Linked DNA regions of Bos taurus: region 2 is linked to region 1. A link is a contact called in public Hi-C data. All regions are on one chromosome and are shown on one strand. The core of a region is the stretch at or near the end of the contact, and the rest is flanking DNA. Distances in the headings are between cores, read along the strand shown.

Region 1 (5,581 bases), core at 1,002-3,501:
AGTGTTAAAAAAGACATTGTGTGAACCTAAATGTCCATCAACAGGTGAATGGATAAATCTGTCAATTCCAACCAAGGGGTATGATCTGTGACATACAGAGGGAGACTCTTGAGCAACAGACATGGGATAAAGCTGAGCTGCATAATCTTGATTTGGTAAGTGGTGATTAAAGAAGCAAAACAGGGACAAGAGGGAAATTACCATCTATCCACACAAACTCCTGTTTTTCTCTCACTTTCCCATTATTTTTCCTTACTCTGCCCACTCTGCTTCCCTTGTTCAGTAAAGATTTACTGAGAAGGGCCCTGCCCATCAGAACAAGACCCAGTTTCCCCTAAAGTCAGTCTCTCCCATTAGGAAGCTTCCATAAGCTCTTATCCTTATCCTTCAGAGGGCAGACAGAACAAAAACCACAATCAAAGAAAACTAATCAAACCGATCACATGGACCACAGCCTTGTCTAACTCAATGAAACTATGAGCCATGCAGTGTAGGGCCACCCAAGAAGGACAGGTCATGGTGGAGAGTTCTGACAAAACATAATCCACTGGAGAAGGGAATGGCAAACCACATCAGGATTCTTGCTTTGAGAACCACAGGAACAGTATGAAAAGGCAAAATATATGACATTGAAAGATAAAATCCCCAGGTCCTATAGATGCCCAATATGCTACTGGAGAAGAGTAGAGAAATAACTCCAGAAAGAATAAAGAGATGGAGCCAAAGTGAAAACAATGCCCGGTTGTGGATGTGATTGGTAGTGGAAGTAAAATCCGATGCTGTAAAAAACAATATTGCATAGGAACTTGGAATGTTAGGCCCATGAATCAAAGCAAATTGGAAGTGGTCAAAAAGGAGATGGCATGAATGAGCATCAACATGTTAGGAATCAACGAACTAAAATGGACTGGAATGGGTGAATTTAACTCAGATTACCATTATATCTACTACTGTGGGCAAGAATCCCTTAGAAGAAATGGAGTAGCCCTCATAGTCAACAAGAGTCTGAAATGCAGTATTTAGGTGCAATCTCAAAAATGACAGAATGATCTCTCTTCGTTTCCAAGGCAAACCATTCAATATCACAGTAATCCAAGAAAAGCTATGACCAACCTAGACAGTATATTAAAAAGCAGAGACATTACTTTGCCAACAAAAGTCCATCTAGTCAAAGCTATGGCTTTCCACTAGTCATGTATGGATGTGAGAGTTGGACTATAAAGAAAGCTGAGTGCCAAAGAATTGATGCTTTTGAACCGTGGTGTTGGAGAAGATCTCTTGAGAGTCCCTTGGACTGCAAGGAGATCCAACCAGTCCATCCTAAAGGAAATCAATCCTGAATATTCATTGGAAGGACTGATGCTGAAGCTGAAACTCCAATACTTTGGCCACCTGATGTGAAGAACTGACTCATTTGAAAAGACCCTGATGCTGGGAAAGATTGAAGGTGGGAGGAAAAGGGGACGACAGAGGATGAGATGGTTGGATGGCATCACCGATGTGATGGACATGAGTAGGAGTAGGCTCCAGGAGTTGGTGATGGACAGGAAGGCCTGGCACGCTGCAGTCCATGGGGTTGCAAAGAGTCCAACACAACTGAACAACTGAACTGAACCAAAAGCTTACTCATTGGCATGGAATGTTATCATCTCCCGTCTGCTTTTTGCATTTGGAGATCCAAAGAAGACAAAGTCGAGCTCACCAGGTGTTCTCATAGCATCATCCCAACTCAGATAAGGCTCCTCCAATGCTTTCCCTAAATTCCAATGCTCAGGGGAGAGGAGAAACTATGAGTGGGGTCACCAGCTCTTTGGATTTGGCCAGATACATTGTAGGCAGTTATACCTATTTGATGAATGAATGAATGAACAGTGTCTGGGACTCTTTCAGTTAATCATGGGAAGACAGAAGGTGGTAAGAGATGAAGAAAATGCCTATGGTAAGAATACATCTCATAATGCATGTTTGCCCCCAGGTATGAGCTCTGGGTAGTAGGGGGAAGGGCTCACTCAAGACTGAACAGAGAGAAGCCAAGAGGTGACTCGATGCTGGGGTGAAGCAGCAAGAGGCCTAGGGCTGGCACTTCACCTGGATCTTTACTCCTGCCCTGCTATGAGATATTAAGTTCTTTGACTAACCTGCAGCTCTGTTCCCAACGTAAAATGAATAAACAGAAAGGGATGTAGAGGGCATCAGATCGTGTATTAGAGGGAACATGATGCACCAGGTAAAAGGTGTTAGGGAACACGGATGGAGGTTATTAGGCAGCAGGTTTAAGAGAGAGGAGAGGAAGAGGGAGGGAGGGAGTGAGGGAGGGAAGGAAGGGAGATGGTCTCCTCTTATTTTTCTGATAGCCAACGAGGACAGTACTTACAGTATTGATCTCACTTGTGCAGAAGAGATTTAACACTTTGATTAAACAGCTTCCCAGGATTACAGAGCTGACAGAGAGTGGGGCTATGAACCAGGGGTGTGGTACCTCAGGCAGCCCTCATGGCCACGCCTATTGCCACACCACCACCACCACCCCCAACTTTCTTTGGTAGAAGAATATCTGGGGGAAAAGGCAGAGGCTCCTTAAGTTGTCAAATAGGGACCAGTTCTGGATGACAGGTTTATTGGTTAATATTTTATGACGAAAGCTACCTGATGAGGTTGAAGGATAATTATCACTAACAGCCTTTTATTTGAAGAGGAAAATAATCTACCGAGAGCCTAGTGACTCTCTAAGGGGAAAAGGCGGCAAATCAGAACTTGAACCTATTTTTTATTTACCAAACTGGACATGGAACAACAGACTGGTTCCAAATGGGAAAAGGAGTACGTCAAGGCTGTATATTGTCACCCTGCTTATTTAACTTATATGCAGGGTACATCATGAGAAACGCTGGACTGGAAGAAGCACAAGCTGGAATTAAGATTTCCCGGGAGAAATATCAATATCAGATATGCAGATGACACCACCCTGATGGCAGAAAGTGAAGAGGAACTAAAAGCCTCTTGATGAAAGTGAAAGAGGAGAGTGAAAAGTTTGGCTTAAAGCTCAACATTCAGAAAACGAAGATCATGGCATCTGGTCCCATCACTTCATGGAAATAGATGGGGAAACAGTGGAAACAGTGTCAGACTTTATTTTTCTGGACTCCAAAATCACTGCAGATGGCGACTGCAGCCATGAAATTAAAAGACGCTTACTCCTTGGAAGGAAAGCTGTGACCAACCTAGATAGCATATTCAAAAGCAGAGACATTACTTTGCCAACAAAGGTCCGTCTAGTCAAGGCTATGGTTTTTCCTGTGGTCATGTATGCATGTGAGAGTTGGACTGTGAAGAAGGCTGAGCGCCGAAGAATTGATGCTTTTGAACTGTGGTGTTGGAGAAGACTCTTGAGAGTCCCTTGGACTGCAAGGAGATCCAACCAGTCCATTCTGAAGGAGATCAGCCCTGGGATTTCTTTGGAAGGAATGATGCTAAAGCTGAAACTCCAGTAGTTTGGCCACCTCATGCAAAGAGTTGACTCATTGGAAAAGACTCTGATGCTTGGAGGGATTGGGGGCAGGAGGAGAAGGGGACGACAGAGGATGAGATGGCTGGATGGCGTCACTGACTCGTTGGCTGTGAGTCTGAGTGAACTCCGGGAGTTGGTGATGGACAGGGAGGCCTGGCATGCTGCGATTCATGGAGTCGCAAAGAGTCAGACACGACTGAATGACTGAACTGAACTGAATTGAACTGATAGGAAGAGTTTCCTTAAGGAGTTGTGGTGGTTTGGTTGCTCAGTCATGTCCGACTCTTTGCAACCCTATGGCTCCTCTCTCCATGGGATTTCCCAGGCAAGAATGCAGGAGTGGGTTGCCATTTCCTCCTCCAGGGGCTCCTCCCAACCCAGGAATCAAATCCACGTCTCCTGCACTGGCAGGCGGATTCTCTACCACTGAGTCACCAGACACAGGGTCAAAATATTATAACTTCTCAAAAGCTGTCTATTTAAGTGAATCTATAAATTCATACCAACTAGGTATGTCTTCTCTCACCTTTTCTTTTATCTCCTCTTTGTGAACATCTTTGATTGTGTGTTGATGAAGTTTATTTCATATTTTCGTGTCCTGCTGCCTGGATCAGCTGTTATTTTACCCAAAGAGGTTCATCTTTGGCTTACTTCTGAGAGTTGTTTTTGGCCATGATCAGATTTCTGAGCAGATTTCAAACAATCCGTACCCTCTTATATAGTCTTGTACCATATTCAGTATTGTACAATGTACAATATTCATCTGCCTGGCTGGACAGAAGCCACTACTCATTCCAGTGAATACCATGTGGGTTGAATTCCCTAGAAGAGGAATACCTGTAAATTCGTGGGGACTCCAGAGCTAGACTATGATCTAAGACTCACTTTTTTTTTAAGCTTTTTTGAATTTATTTTTAAAAATTTTTATTGGAGTATAGTTGCTTTACAAAGTTGTGTTGTTAGTTTCTGCTGTGCAGCAAAGTGAATCACTTGTATGTATGTTGTAGCCACGCGTTCTGGGAAACAAACTCACTCAGAAGGACAATGCAGATAGTGGAGTGAAGTTTATTACACCGGTGGGTCCAAGGCAGAGTCTTCTCTTAGCCAAGGACCCTGACCAGTTTTTGTGAAAAGCTTATATACCCTAAGTGTATAAGGTTCCCTGAAACTAGTCTGAACAAAAGAAAAAGAAAGATACAATCAAAGTTAACCCGTGATCATATGCCTTAAGCCTAGGTAGTTAACAGTGGGCAATTATCAATAGGCCTGTGGTCATACCCCAATAAACATAACTGAATGTATGATTCTATTGGGTTACACAGATAATTAGGGTATTCTTTTAGACGATAGAGAGCCCTGGGGCTCTTCCTGCCAGGGGCCTGGTTTTCCAGTTGGTATGTCATTTCCATAGATACTGGGCATATAGCTCAAAGTCCACAGTCCAGCCCAAGATGGAGTCCCGCCCTCAAGAGAGTCTGTTCTGTTTCCTCCTTCACTTATACATACACCCCATCTATTATAGATTTCCTTCCTATTTAGGTCAACAGAGAGCCTTGAGTAGAGTCCCTGTGCTATACTGTAGATTCTCATTAGTTGTCTATTTCATACATAGTAGTGTGTATATTTCAATCCCAATTTCCCAGTTCATCCTATTCCCCCATCCCCCCTTGGTATCCATAAGTTTGTTCTGTATATCTGTGTCCCTATTTCTGCTTTGCTAATAAATTCATCTGCATGACTTTTCTAGATTCCATATATTGATATTATACAGTATTCGTTTTTCTGACTTGCTTCAGTCTACGTGACAGTCTCTAGGTCTATCCACGTCTATGCAAATGGTACTATTTCATTTCTTTCTATGGCTGAGTAACATCCCATTGTGTATATGTACCACATCTTCTTTATCCATTCCTTTGCTGATGAACATGTAGGTTGCTTCCCTGTCCTGCTTATTGTAAACAGTGCTGCAATGGACATTGGAGTGTATGTATCTTTTTGAATTATGGCTTTGTTCAAATCAGGCACAGGGGTGGGATTTCTGGGTCATATGATAGTTTTATTTTTAGTTTTGTG
Region 2 (5,581 bases), core at 1,149-3,648, 180 kb before region 1:
CCCTCTCGGCTGGGCCCACTGCCCCACCCCTTTCCCCAGTGGGAGGGCATCAGGGAAAAGAAGGACCAGCTTCGCATAGCCTGGATGACAGATCATATCAGACGAAGTAATGGCCTGTATTACAAAGGCGCATCCTCTAGAAAGAGGTTCAGCAGCTGCTGGAGCACCTATAGGTGCACGTGTGACGCCAAAGAGAGGAGAAACAGACGGATAGAGACCCCCTTGGAGTGCCCAAATCTCACACCAGGTCACTCAGTAGAGGGAAAGTGAAAGTCGCTGTCATGTCTGACTCTTTGTGACCCCATGGATGATACAGTCCATGGAATTCTACAGGCCAGAATACTGGAGTGGGTAGCCTTTCCCTTCTCCAGGGGATCTTTCCAAACCAGGGATCCAACCCAGGTCTCCAGCACTGCAGGTAGATTCTTTACCAGCTGAGCCACAAGGGAAACCAGTAAAGGGTTGGTCCCAAAGACAACCGTGGAAGCGCTCTGTTCTCCTTTGCTCACAAGGCGTCCAGGAGACCCAGGAACCGGGACACGTTGCTCTCAGGTTCCGAAGCTTACAGACCACCGTTGCCCACAGGTTTCCAGGAGTTCAGGTCCGCCCTGCAGGAGCGCCGGCTGCGCCTCCTCCTGGCCGGGAGGTCGGGGACCGGGAAGAGCGCCACGGGCAACAGCATCCTCCAGCGGAAGCACTTCCTCTCCAGGCTCGCGACCACAGCGGTGACCAGGGCCTGCGCCACGGGGAGCTGCTGCTGGGCCTCGTGGGACGTGGAAGTCCTCGACACCCCGGACCTCTTCAGCCCCGAGGTCGCCCAGGCAGACCCGGGTTTCAAGGAGAGAGGCCGCTGCTACCTGCTGTCGGCCCCGGGGCCCCACGCCGTGCTCCTGGTGACCCAGCTCGGCCGCTTCACCGCCCAGGACCTGCAGGCCTGGCGCGGGGTGAAGGCGCTCTTCGGGGCGGGCATCGCGGCGCGCGCCGTCGTGGTCTTCACCCGCAGGGAGGACCTGGACGGGGGCTCGCTGCAGCAGTACGTGCGCGACACCGACAACCGTGCGCTCCGGGAGCTGGTGGCCGAGTGCGGGGGCCGCTGCTGCGCCTTCGACAACCGAGCGGCTGACGGGGAGCGGGAGGCGCAGGTCAGGGAGCTGATGGGGCTGGTGGAGGAGCTGGTGAGGGACCACGGCGGCGCCCCCTACACCAACGACGTGTACCACCTGGCGCAGACCCTGGGCGGGCTGAGTCCCGAGGAGAGGCTGCGCAGGGTGGCGGAGCGACTGGCCGCCCGAGCGCCGTCGTGGTCGGAGCGCTGGCCGCTGGCCGGGCTGTGGCGGTGGCCCAAAGCAGCGCCGGAGACCTGGTGTAAGCTGGGCCTGGTGGCCCTGCTGGGCGCCCTGTTCCTGCTGTACCTGCTCTGCAGGTAGCTGCCTGATGCCTTTGGTGGGTCAACCCTGACACATTGTAAATAACACTTCGTCCCTTGCAGTGATAATCACGGTCATCTCAGGTGCGCTGCTGCTTCAGGGCACGCATTCCCTTCTTTTCTCCCTCACCTCGCCTAATCTACCAACCTCAGAGGCGTGCCAGGCAAATCTCCCACCTGAAACCTTCCTCTGTTACCTGGTGGTCCCTGAACTCCCCTTTCCTCAGAGCCCAACAGCCACTGTTAATTTTAGGTGTTTTCCACCTGACCTCAGACTGCCTTTGACTCCATCCTGTCACTGAACTGCTTTTACTCCTGAAAGCAGATGAGGACCATTTTCCCTCTCACCCCTGGACTCCCCGGTGAACCAAGGGCAGAACTGCCCCAGGGCAGAGTCTGAGTACATATTCATTTGTTTGAATTGAACTGAATGGAAGAAATAAATGTACTGGACAGTCACATTGTGTTGAAAGAAATCAGTATTTGCAGCTGTTTCTTCATCCACTTCATATACTCATTGAACACAGATGCTGCTGTCTCATTCCTGACCCCACTGGCAAACAACCATGCACCCACACACTCACTCAGGTGTGTGATGGCAAGGAGGGAAGACATTAGTGCAGACCTGGCCCTCTGTACCGGCAGGGGATTGTCGTCCCCCAGCAGCTTGAATGCAGATGTTTCTGCACGTCCAAAGAGACTGTCATTGGAGCCTTGGTTCCCTAGGGCCCATGGAGGTCCTTCAGAAAGTCTCCTCCCAAGGAGGGGTTTTCTCACTAGCTGACCAACTCACAGGGTAAGCAAGGGTATGGCTTTTCAATTCAGGGATAAATTTAAAGGTTTAAGCGGATTGGAGATTTTATTTTGTGTGAATCTCAAAAGGCAAATAGGTCTTTGTGGGCTGAGAACTGGTGATATGATCATGGAGTAGAGAGTCACCCCTGTGCCAGGCATGCCTGGGAGAATCAGGTGTCTGGCACAGGTAAGTGAGCCAGGTTAGCCTGTGTCATCAGTCCTAGGTGTGCCTCCCTATCTCTTTATTCACATTTGCTTTATCCCCAACACCACTGTCTTCACACACCAACAGAAGCCCATCTCTAATACAGCTTTGCACTTCCAGGTCTCTCCCTACAGTATCCTCTACCTATTGCCTACCAGCCAGAGATTCTCAGGCTACTGATGACCTCAGATCACTAAGTGAAAGTCGCTCAGTTGTGTCCGATTCTTTGTGACCCCATGGATTATAAAGCCCATGCAATTCTCCAGGCCACAATACTGGAGTGGGTAGCCTTTCTCTTCTCCAGGGCATCCTCCCAACCAGGGGTCAAACCCAGGTCTCCCACATTACCGGCAGATTCTTTACCAGCTGAACCACCAGGGAAGCCCTGAGATCACTAAAGAGATGTGTAAAAAGGAAAAATGATCTGCAACAACTGGGCCCACAAATCCTAAGAGGCCCTCAAATCCTGTGAGGGTTTGTGAGGCCCACAAACTCTGCATGGATGCCATTGCAAACACTAATAGGAACACCAATGCCCAATGCTGAGGCTTGAAATTTCCTCAGCTGCAAAGGTCATTTTGGTTTAAGGAGTTGTGTGCGGATCTCAGTAGAGGTCCTAATAGGGGATCTTGCTTTTTTTCTTGTTCACTTTTCGATACACTCTTAGAGTAAACAGAGAAATATTCTGCCATTGTCACTCCTCTGAGAAAAGGGATGGTGATTGGTGAAAATAAATGTGAAAAAAGGATGAAAATAGAATGACAAAGTGCCCCATGTGAACAATGGATAGTTTTAATCTATGACTCAAATAATGAGAAACATCTGATTCTTGCTTCTGCTTTGGGAAGGAATGAAGGCTAGGAAGTTCCTAAGTGACCCTGGTTGAGCTGATGGGCATGTGGGGAGGAACATGCCAGGGATCCCAGAGGGTAGGTAATTGCCTAGTTCAACACTAGAGAGCTGTCTGTATATATGTGGGATATACACAAGAGGATAAAGAATGCCATGAAGAATGTCTGTAACAAATTAATGGATAGAAACAACATATAGTGTTGGGACCACTGGATATTCACAAGCAAAGTAGTAAATTTGGATGCTTATCTTGCATGATATAAAACCATTAACTCAAAATGGATCCAAGACCTAAATATGAGTTAAAACTATAAAACTCTTAGAAGAAAACAAGTGCAAATCTTCATGACCATGTATCAGACAACAGTTTCTAATATATGACATCAAAAGCACCAAAGAAAAACAGGTGTTATATTTAATCAAAATTAAAAACCTTTTCTCATTAAGTAACACTATCTAGAAAGTGAAAACACAGCCTAAAGAATGGGAGAAAATATTTGCCAACCTGATAAAGATCTCATATCCAGAATATATAATGAACTCTTACAACTCTGCAACAAGAAGACAAATAATCCAATTTTTAAATGAGTGAAAGATTTGATTAGGAGTTTTTTCAAATAAGATACACAAATGGCCAATAAAAACATGAAAAAAAAATAATGAACATCATTTGTCATTGGGGAAATGCAAATCAAAACAAGATACCACTTCATACTCCCTGGGTTTTTTTAAAAGAGAAAAAATAACAAATACTGATGAGTATGTGGATAAATTTAACCCTTGTCCACTGCTGGTGGGAATGTAAAATGACACAACTGCTGTAGAAAACCGTTTGGCATTGCCTCAAAAAGTTAAACATAGATTACCATATGATGCAGTAATTTCACTTCCTGGGTATATATCCAAGAGGACTGACAACACATGTTCAGTCCAAACATTCTACACGAATGGTAAAGTATCATAGTGATGCTTTCTAAGGCCCGCTTGACTTCACATTCCAGGATGTCTGGCTCTATCTTGGTCGTGTAACTCTTTTTTGTATAGTTCTTCTGTGTATTCTTGCCACCTCTTCTTAATATCTTCTGCTTCTGTTAGGTCCATACCATTTCTGTCTTTTATCGAGCCCATCTTTGCATGAAATGTTCCCTTGGTATCTCTAATTTTCTTGAAGAGATCTCTAGTCCCATTATGTTGTTTTCCTCTATTTCTTTGCATTGATTGCTGAGGAAGGCTTTCTTATCTCTTCTTGCTATTCTTTGGAACTCTGCATTCAGATGCTTATATCTTTCCTTTTCTCCTTTGCTTTTTGCTTCTCTTCTTTTCACAGCTCTTTGTAAGGCCTCCCCAGACAGCCATTTTGCTTTTTTGCATTTATTTTCCATGGGGATGGTCTTGATCCCTGTCTCCTGTACAATGTCACGAACTTCCGTCCATAGTTCATCAGGCACTCTGTCTATCAGATCTAGTCCCTTAAATCTATTTCTCGCTTCCACTGTATAATCATAAGGGATTTGATTTAGGTCATACCCGAATGGTCTAGTGGTTTTCCCTACTTTCTTCAATTTCAGCCTGAATTTGGCAATAAGGAGTTCATGGTCTGAGCCACAGTCAGCTCCTGGTCTTGTTTTTGCTGACTGTCTAGAGCTTCTCCATCTTTGGCTGCAAAGAATATAATCAATCTGATTTTGGTGTTGACCATCTGGTGATGTCCATGTGTAGAGGCTTCTCTTGTGTTGTTGGAAGAGGGTGTTTGCTATGACCAGTGTTTCTCTTGGCCAAACTCTGTTAGCCTTTGCCCTGCTTCATTCCATACTCCAAGGCCAAATTTGCCTGTTACACCAGGGGTTTCTTGACTTCCTACTTTTGCATTTCAGTCTCCTATAATGAAAAGGGCATATTTTTTGGATGTTAGTTCTAAAAGGTCTTATAGGTCTTCATAGAACCATTCAACTTTAGCTTTTTCAGCATTACTGGTTGGAGCATAGACTTGGATTACCATGATATTGAATGGTTTGCCTTGGAAACGAACAGAGATCATTCTGTCATTTTTGAGATTGCATCCAAATACTGCATTTTGGACTCTTTTGTTGACCATGATGGCTACTCCATTTCTTCTAAGGAATTCCTGCCCACAGTCATAGATATAATGGTCATCTGAGTTAAATTCATCCATTCCAGTCCATTTTAGTTTGCTTATTCCTAGAATGTCGATGTTCACTCTTGCCATCTCCTGTTTGACCACTTCCAATTTGCCTTGATTCATGGACCTGACATTCCAGGTTCCTATGCAATATTGCTCTTTA

The links. Hi-C and Micro-C count contacts between places; a contact is called where the count stands out from the background.
Region 2: a contact with region 1 is called in a Hi-C map of skin fibroblasts, with 19 times the contacts expected there. The contact joins two enhancer-like sites. A contact is called at or near these places in 3 of 11 Hi-C or Micro-C datasets (blood, liver and skin fibroblasts).

What each region holds. Positions count from the first base shown.
Region 1 is chr4:112,948,816-112,954,396 of ARS-UCD2.0, reverse strand. No RefSeq gene overlaps it. Among named protein-coding and RNA genes, the nearest start is that of GIMAP8, 110 kb to the right of the region's middle. Within about 2 kb of position 2,251, at least 2 of the 102 cell types and tissues checked have an H3K27ac peak or open chromatin away from gene starts, as enhancers often do. A contact at or near this core is called in skin fibroblasts, where this site is marked.
Region 2 is chr4:113,127,473-113,133,053 of ARS-UCD2.0, reverse strand. LOC512867 (GTPase, IMAP family member 1-like) reads left to right here. Exons shown (of 3, transcript NM_001083677.2): 3 at 586-1,885. The coding sequence ends at 1,427. Among named protein-coding and RNA genes, the nearest start is that of GIMAP4, 56 kb to the right of the region's middle. Within about 2 kb of position 2,398, at least 3 of the 102 cell types and tissues checked have an H3K27ac peak or open chromatin away from gene starts, as enhancers often do. A contact at or near this core is called in skin fibroblasts, where this site is marked.